Linked DNA regions of Cricetulus griseus: region 1 is linked to region 2. Evidence: chromatin contacts called from public Hi-C data. All regions are on one chromosome and are shown on one strand. The core of a region is the stretch at or near the end of the contact, and the rest is flanking DNA. Distances in the headings are between cores, read along the strand shown. Region 1 holds the start of Tgfbr2 (TGF-beta receptor type-2). Region 2 overlaps Tgfbr2 (TGF-beta receptor type-2).

Region 1 (4,151 bases), core at 1,599-4,098, 86 kb after region 2:
GAAAGGGGGTCACCTGCAGTGCCAGCACCCAGGAGGCCGAGACAGGGTGCCTCAAGACAAGCTGGCTAGCAGGACAAACCAACACAGTGCACTCTGGGCTAGAGGCCCTGTACTGTCAAAGAAACCTGTCTCAGTAAATGAGGTGGAGCCACTGAAGAAGGCAGCGGATGTCAACCTCTGGCTTCCACACCCAAGAGCAAGCAAGTGTGCTCCCACTCTATTCCAGCACGCATGTGTAACCCCCACAGATGCACATGAGAAAAAAGTGATAGAAGATAGAGAGATGATGGATTGATACAGATAGATAGATATTAGTGCAAATGTGTCTAGTGTTGAAATCGCTTGCTCGCCTGGCAGTCTGGTAAACATAAGATGGGTTGAATTTAATTTTGTTTTTTAAGGACTGACTGGGACTTGGTAAACAATCTCTAGTTCCTTCATATCTTATCTTGCACTGTGTTATCTTGGAAACTGTTCTCACAGTTTACCACTCATGTCAGAGATACCCTGCCACTCTTCCCTCCTGTGGAAAAAAGGCAAGTGGAATTCCATGTAGCCTCTCCCCGGGAGCTTCTTCCAACTCTAAACCATCTTTGAGAACTTTGACCACGTGGGTTCAACTCAAAATAAATTGTCCAAAGGCTCTGGAAAGGCAATTCCACAGAAATGTGAAAAGCCCCAGTTTTATAAAACTATCTAAAGCCCAAATTAAAAAGACCCACCAGGCCCATCAGCTAATTGTTTAAAACTGTGTGTATAAATGACTCATGAGCAACAGAGCCCGGAATTTGAAAATCACAAATCTTAATCTTGTAAACAAAACCTAAATTGGGCCTCCTGAGTTTTGTTCCTTCCCTGTCTAAAAGCAAATGTTTTATGTATACAGAAAAGGATGGGTATCATGTGTGATGTCATCAGCTGAATCCAATGGGTTTTCTTTTCATCTCTTTTTAAAACATTTTTCTTGTTTATGTGTGTTGGGGGGAGGGTATATGTGTGTGGGGAGGCAAAGGAGGATATGAGGTGTTCTGCTTTATCAATCTCCACATGGTTCCCTTGAGTCAAGGTCTCTCACCCAACCTACAGCCAGGTTGGCATCCATCAATTTCTAAAGGGCCTCCAGTCTCCTTCCACTACCACCGGGTTGACAAGGAACCACACCCAACTTTGTATATGGATATGGGGATTTGAACTTAGGTCCTCAAGCTTGCATTCCAATGTCCTTTTCCATGGAGCCAAGTCTCCAGTCAAGGCTGGGGTAACATCAGAGACGGTTTAACTTTCTGGAGCTGCAGCTTATCAGAGAGAGCAAAATTGAAGCAGACTTTAAGAAACTGTAGAACTAAAACCCTGATGGGAGTTTCGCTGTTTTGCTTTGTGTGGTTCGCCCCTTGTGAAATGCTCCACTGCTAACATCCTTAAAGAGCTCCCTCACCCAAAAACGACCCTGGACATCTCCTAGTCCCGAAATCACCAGAGAAGAGCACGGGAAGCCAATGATGGAAAGAGTGCCAGACTTACACAAACTGAACCACGGAGATGTACAAAGGGGTAAACTGAGGCCCAGAGTCATGTGACTTGCCCAAACAGTGGCCCTGACTACAAATAGCTGCAACAATTTTAACTTCTGAGTTAAAACTTCAGAGATTCTGCACTTCCCAGGCAAGTCCTTAGGAAGGAGTCCTGATTCCTGCTTCTCTTTCTTGACTGCTGCCCCTGAGATGGGACCTGGTGGGCATCCTGGGTTAGGTGTTTCCACCGAATGACAACTGCTGAGATCTTTAACCCTGGGGTGCAGCACTTAATAGGCACGCGTTAAATTACTCTAAGCCATCAAACTGACCACCCTCATTGAGTCCCCATCCCCGCAGGCCAGGGGGATAGATGACAGCCCTCAGAGATCAGTTCTTTTCTCAAACTTGTTTCCAGTGAGTTGGGGCCCAGAATCCCTCCCAAGGTGGTAGAACTGAGGACTGAGAGTCTGGTTCAGTCGGGGTATCTAGGGCAGTACTCGGCCCAGGTGTGCAACAGCTGGGCGCCCAGTCCCCTGCCGCGACTCCTCCAAGCCCCAAGTTCTCAAACTTCCCTTTCCGGGGGTGCAGGCCCTCGCTGCCTCCCTAACCTTTCGTGCGCGCACAAAGGGGTCAGGAGCGTCCCCAAGTCTCCCGCAAGTGAACTGTCCTCTTTTGCGAGAGATCTTCTGCGATCTCAGCCGGCCTGGGACGACTCGGGCCGCTACAAACTTCCCGTTTCCGCCCTCTCGCCGGGACCCGCGGCCGACTGTCAATCGCTGCCCTGGGGGTCGGAGGAGGACCGAGGAGCCCTAGTGGACTCCCAGCGTCGCGCCCCGGCCACTCACTCACCCGACTTGGGAACGTGCGGCGGGATCGTGCTGGCGATGCGCGTCCACAGGACGATGTGCAGCGGCCACAGGCCCCGGAGCAGCCCCCAACCCATGGTAGCCCCTGTCGCTCGTCATAGACCGGCCCCTGGGGCGCCGCGAACCGAGCCTCAGGGACCCCGGGCTGCGCCTTGACTCTTCGTCCTCTCTGGGTGCCTGGGCCGCCCCGAGCGCGCCGGGCAGAGGTGCGGGCCAGATGTGGCCGGCGATCCCGGGAGTTTGGAGGCCCGCAGGAGGCCCCCGGCGGCCGAGGAGAGCTGCGCAGGAGGCTGGGGCTCCGTCCCCCAGGCGAGCGTGTGCGCGCGCGGGGGGTGTCGTCGGTCGGTGCGCGCGAGTGACTCACTCATCAACTTTACCCGGGCGCCGGGAGGGAAACAGGAAACTCCTCGCCAACAGCTGGGCAGGACCTCTCGCCGCCCGAGAGCCTTCCAGCCCCAGCCCTCTCCAGCTTCCAGCCCTTGCCTTCCTCCTACCGCCAATCAAGGCCCCTTCCAGGACTCTGCAAACTTTCAACTGCCCCCCTCGCAGCCCTCCCACGCACCCCCGCCTCCCAGGTCCAGGCTCCAAGTTCAAACTCAGAAGTGACTAAGCGCACGTTTCCCAGAGCAAGCTAGAAAGTACTTATACCACTTTTCTTGATAACCCACCAAGCACTCCCCACACCTTCTAGGCATTGCTCCCAGGGCCTTTATAATTTCTCTGAGAACAAGGAGGGGGCTCGGAAATGTAGCTCCGGAGTCCCCAACACATTGTTTTCCCTCATAAAAATAACGGTAAGCACTGCTTCACGAGAGTTTGGTTTCAGTTTTATGTACATGCATGCACGATCACGTTGTAAAGGACTGTTTTCTTACTGTGAGACAATAATCCAGGGGTTAGTCTCAGACTTTTATATGCGTTATTAATCACTTTGGGTTGTGAATTCAGCTAAAATGCAGGTTCTGGTTCTGTAGGTCTGGGCCGGGAGTGTCTGCATTTTTAATGAGCACCTGGGTAGAGCCTCCCATTGGAAGAACCATTTCCTGGGCGTGGTCTGCTGGGTGAAGCCAAATAGTCACCCATGTGATCGCGGTGGGGATGTTTTCAGGACGTTGCCTGTAAGGCCTGAACCTAGGAATAAAAGTGTCTTTGGTGGTAGGGTCTGCTTCCTGCTTTCCAGTGATCGCTCTTCCATAATTCGGCTGAGGCAAGAAAATACCTGACTGAAGAATGTAGAAAGGCTGTCAGTGGGAAGGCAGTATACCCCCTCAAATTTCCCTTCTTCCTGGGGTGACCACGTTTTCCAGAGACAATCCCTGCTTTGCCCTGCGTGTGCCTTGTGTGTGTACATGTGTGGGTACGTGGAGGCCAGAGGTCCACATCCGGTGTCTGTTTCAATCCCCTGGTTTATATCTAAAGGTTTATTTTATGTGCGAGCATTTTGCCTTCACTTCTGCATAACCGTGCGTGGGCCTGTTGCAAAAGAGGTTATAAGAGGATATCAGATCTCCAGGAACTAGAGTCACCAAAGGCTGTGCGCCACTATGTCCAGGAGCTGGGACCTGAATCCGGGTCTCTATAGGAACAAGTGCTCTTAATCGCTGATCTATCTCTTCCAGCCCATTGGCCTATATGAGTCTCCCACTGATCCTGAAGATGGGAGATTGGCTAGACTGACTGGCTAGCAAGCCCAGACACCCATTCTCTTATCTTTGCTTCCCCAGCACCAGGGTTTCAAAAGCATCTCTACCACGTTTTTTTTTTTCTATGT
Region 2 (4,307 bases), core at 1,285-3,784:
TGTGAGGGGGGAGGAAGGGAGGGAGAGAGGGAGGCATTGAAGGAGAAGGCTGGGCTACATTCCATATTTTCCCCTAAAATATGCAGGATCTTTGGCCTTTAGCTTCAAGATAATTTTCTTTAATGAGCAAAAATTTCAGTAATTTGCCTTCTATGCTAAGAATTGAAGATGCTTTCATGGTAAAATGGAATTTTAAAGAGGCATAGTTTGTTTTATTTTTCTCTTTCATTTTCCCAGAAGTGCACTTATCTTTTACAGCCTCACCCCAGTAGAAAAGTTGTCAGGATCTTATTTTATCATTTTATTTGCTGACTGATTTTCAAAAATAATATTCTTTGACATTTTCATACATTCATACATGGTATTTTAATCACATCCATCCACTAGCACCTCCAACTCTCCCTGGTGACCCTCTCTCTTCGTAACTTCATGTTCTCCTTCTTTGTTATCAGTCCCCCCAGGGTAATTTTGTAGTCGAGCGTTGGTGGCGCATGCCTTTAATCCCAGCACTCAGGAGGCAGAGGCAGGCGGATCTCTGAGTGTTCGAGGCCAGCCTGGTCTCCAGAGCGAGTTCCAGGATAGGCTCCAAAGCTACACAGAGAAACCCTGTCTCAAATACCAAAAAAAAAAAAAAAAAAAAAAAAAAAAAAAAAAAACCCTCTTATCATATTTTAGAATGCAATTGCATTTATGACATTGAAATGAACAAAACCTCCTCTGTCCCCCTTGGACTTCAACCATCCCAAGAATTCATCTACACGAGTCTTAGGGTACGTTCTAAGATCTGACTTCTGGGGTTCATACACCCCTTCTTTCTCCCATTCTCTATCCTCCATCAGACTGCTGATCCTCAGGCTCAAGACTGGGGTGGAATTTTATGTCTTCCTCTACTTGGTGCTTTCCATTTTGCTTTATACACAGTAGGCATGCAGTAAATACAAAGGGGGATGATTTCAAGCAAAAGCTGAAGCTGGGAGGTCAGCGCCAGCCCCGGATGAGACACTGAGCTCATCTCCATCTTCCTCCTCTGGATCATCTTCCCTTCCTCTCTGCTCAATCCCACCAGACAGCACAAGTCCTTATTGCGCTATTCCAAGAAAGAAAGGACAAGGCGCATGGGATTTGCCTAAGATATGAAATGCTCATTAGATACTGTATTGGGCCACAGACTCTCTGTTTCTAGCTCTTTGGCTGCTGTTGCAGTCGTGTTTCTTGCATAACTAGACACCCTTTACCAAGCCAAGAATCTCGAGCAGTTCAGGTATTGCCCACGGGTCTCACTCCTCCCTCCTTCTCTGAAGAATTGTACTGCCAGATGGAAATACCTCAGCCTGGAGATGCCTGGACATGACACCTGCCAGTGATAGCCATGCCACAGGGGGACGTGTGTGTTGATTCCCAATCTTCATGCCTCTGTAAGCCACTCTAAGAGCATCTGTGAGCCACAGCTGAGGCCAGGCTCTCTAAATCATGTAGTAACCACAGCATGGCTCCTTCCCCATGAGACCTGCTCCTCAATAAACAATGCCCCCCAAATTTTCACATCAGGATCTACTTCTGGCAACGCTGGTCCAAGCCAGCAGCCCACGAAGAGGTTCCCTCTTTCTCTTTTGGTTTCTGTCTGCTCAGCTGCCCATCTGAAGGTGACTGCCACTCCACCATGAGGGCGCTCACAAAGCCCTTCCTTGAGAAGATGGCTCAGAACCATGCAGCATTATGGGTGTCTGATGAAGGACCTGTGCCTTTCCAGAAGGCTTCCTTGCTTTCTCCTCCCAGGGAACACTTCAGTGCTCCAGGGGCCACAATTCTCATGCCCATGCTCAGAAATGACAGGCAGAGCATTGCAACAATGAGAGGAAAATAGCAGGAAGAGACTCCGGCCCAAAGACTACCTCCTGGCTGACAGGCCCAAAGAGGAAAGAAAACACTTCTATGGTTAAATCGTTAACTAGGGCTAGTTTGTTCCACTCTGACTTCTAACCCCTGAAATCACTTGGGACAGCTCATCTTCACTGGAATGACCTGGGAGTTGCACTGCTGGGGGTGTCCCTGAGGTTCAGGGAGGAGAGGCCCCTGCTCTGAGTGTGTGCAATACCATCCACTGGGCTCCAATTCTAAATGAAATAAAAAGGCAAAAGGAGAACTAGAGTTGAATACATACATTCCTTCCCTGCTTTGGGATAATGGACACAGAACATGACCATCAGCGAGAGACCTCGTGTTCCTGTATCCATGATGGAGTGTACCCTCAAGCTATGAGCCCACATAAACCTTTTCCTTTTTTAAGTTGCTTAGGCCACAGCTGTCAATCACGGCAGTTATTTTCATGTTTAAGTCCCATGTGGGCCACACGAGCTTCCATGGAGCATGGGAGAAGGTGGCTGTGGAGATGAGGTACAGGAAGCCTCAGTGGAAAAGGAGGTGAGGCATAAATTGTTTTCCCAAAGCAAGGGGAAGCTTAACCAAGTTCCCCTGTTTTCCTGAGACCTTGGGAACTTCCTGTGCCCTGAAGGCCTACTTCCTCTCTTTGGGTACACTGGGGAAGGGAGGTCAAGGGTCAGCAAGATGCTGGCAGAGACTAACTGTGCCACACAGGGAGGATCTGAGAGCTTCGCTGCCTTCTGACTTTAAAATGGAAAAACAAGGTATGGTCAAAGAACATCACGTGACCCAAACTGGTAGGTGCCTGTCCCTTGAGAGTGACCTTTCAAGAGGGTACAGTGGTACATACCTGTCACCTCAGCTCTGTGGAGGCTGAGGCAGACGGATGCTATAAATCTGAAGCCAGCTAAGGCTTGACAGTCAGTCTGGGCTAGAAGTGAGACGGCCCATCCCCCATCTCAAAAAAATCAATCACCAGTCAATAATAACTCAGGTTAGGGTGGGGGCAAGATTTGAAATTCATACATATTTACATTGACTTATTTATGCATTTGAGTACAAGCCATCGTACACTTCTGGAGGTCAGAGGTCAGGGGTTAGAGGACAACTTCTTTGGGAGTTGCTCATTCTCTCCTTCTACCACATGGATCCTGGGACTCGAACTCAAGAGCTCAGGCTTGGTAGCTGGTGCCTCCACTTTCTGAGCCATCTTGTATCCTTGTGCACACATTTCAAACTGACTTTTTCTTTCACCCCTGAAAATGCCACATTTGCACAATATGTGCTCCCATAGCAGCTAACAACACATGCTAGACTTTTTTCTTACAATGGGTTTTGTTGGTTCTTCCTGGGGTCTCTCCCCTCATTTTGAACACCCTAAGCCCTGACCTTACTTTCTTCTCTTGTGTCCACAAGTGTGCTCAGATGACTCACGTCTAGCTGTGTGGACACTTGCCACTCAGCCCATGTATCTAGTATCTGCTTTGGGCACAAAGCAGAGGGGTTGGTTGCTACTTTTGTGGCTACTCAGGCCATCCTATCTGCTGTTCTCTGAGCCTGCATGGGGACCTGGGGACATGAGCAGTACGTGGAAGGCCAGTCCCTCCTGCAGGGAGTTTCTAAATTTGCTTCAAGTTTTGGCAGGTGTCCACCTTGACTCTGAATGAGAAGGCAGAGCCCCGAGTAAAACTATGAACTCTGAGAAACAAGGTTAGGGGTCAGACCCGAGGGAAAAGGTTAGCAGGCAGGGAGTCTTGTGCTTGGTGCGTGGGCGCTGATGGACTTCCTAGGGAAATCTTACTTATACCCTGTACCATAAAATAGTCCTAGGAACAGAGCAGTGTGGATGATTGACAGCATACTTACTGTGGCCTGGACCTCTTTGGCTCTCCATATCTCCAGCCTAGAAGACTGTAATCCATCCCCCTCAGTAAGTGTCACAGCTAAGCCCATATTGACTCAACCCACCTACTTATTTTTCATATTGGTGTTTAAAATGTTTCAGAAAATGTACATGTTTAAACCCATGAAGTCACGAAAGGAAGGTGTCTAGAAAACCCAATCTCCTCTCATGGCTGTGCCCCTGGGCTCTTCCACAAAGGTGGCTTCTGTGAGATTAAAGGGATTTAAAGCCATTACCTTATTGGTTGTACGTGAGCACTTCCCAATCTACTTTTTAACAGAGGGTCAGGTGGTTGCCCTCAGTTCAGTGGACAGAGGCTTCAGCAAAAGGCATCAGAAATGAGTTATAGGAGAAATGAATCCCAGTTAGGCATCTCCAGCTATACTTCGTGGCTGTTTATGTCACTCAGTACAGTGAGTGATAAGATGGCTCGGTGGGAGAAGACCAAACCCGAAGAACCTAGTTTCATCATGAGAGCCATGGTGGAAGGAGAGAACCAGTTCCTATAACTTGTCCTCTGATC

The links. A called contact is a pair of places that touch in the nucleus more often than the background predicts.
Region 1: a contact with region 2 is called in a Hi-C map of liver, with 2.7 times the contacts expected there. The contact joins the promoter of Tgfbr2 here to the enhancer-like site in region 2. A contact is called at or near these places in 2 of 8 Hi-C or Micro-C datasets (the CHO-K1 cell line and liver).

What each region holds. Positions count from the first base shown.
Region 1 is chr4:223,257,159-223,261,309 of CriGri-PICRH-1.0, forward strand. Tgfbr2 (TGF-beta receptor type-2) reads right to left here and starts at 2,849. Exons shown (of 8, transcript XM_027415317.2): 1 at 2,364-2,849. The coding sequence starts at 2,457.
Region 2 is chr4:223,171,802-223,176,108 of CriGri-PICRH-1.0, forward strand. The region is part of intron 6 of Tgfbr2 (TGF-beta receptor type-2); the gene reads right to left. Among named protein-coding and RNA genes, the nearest start is that of Tgfbr2, 86 kb to the right of the region's middle. Within about 2 kb of position 2,535, at least 1 of the 6 cell types and tissues checked has open chromatin away from gene starts, as enhancers often do.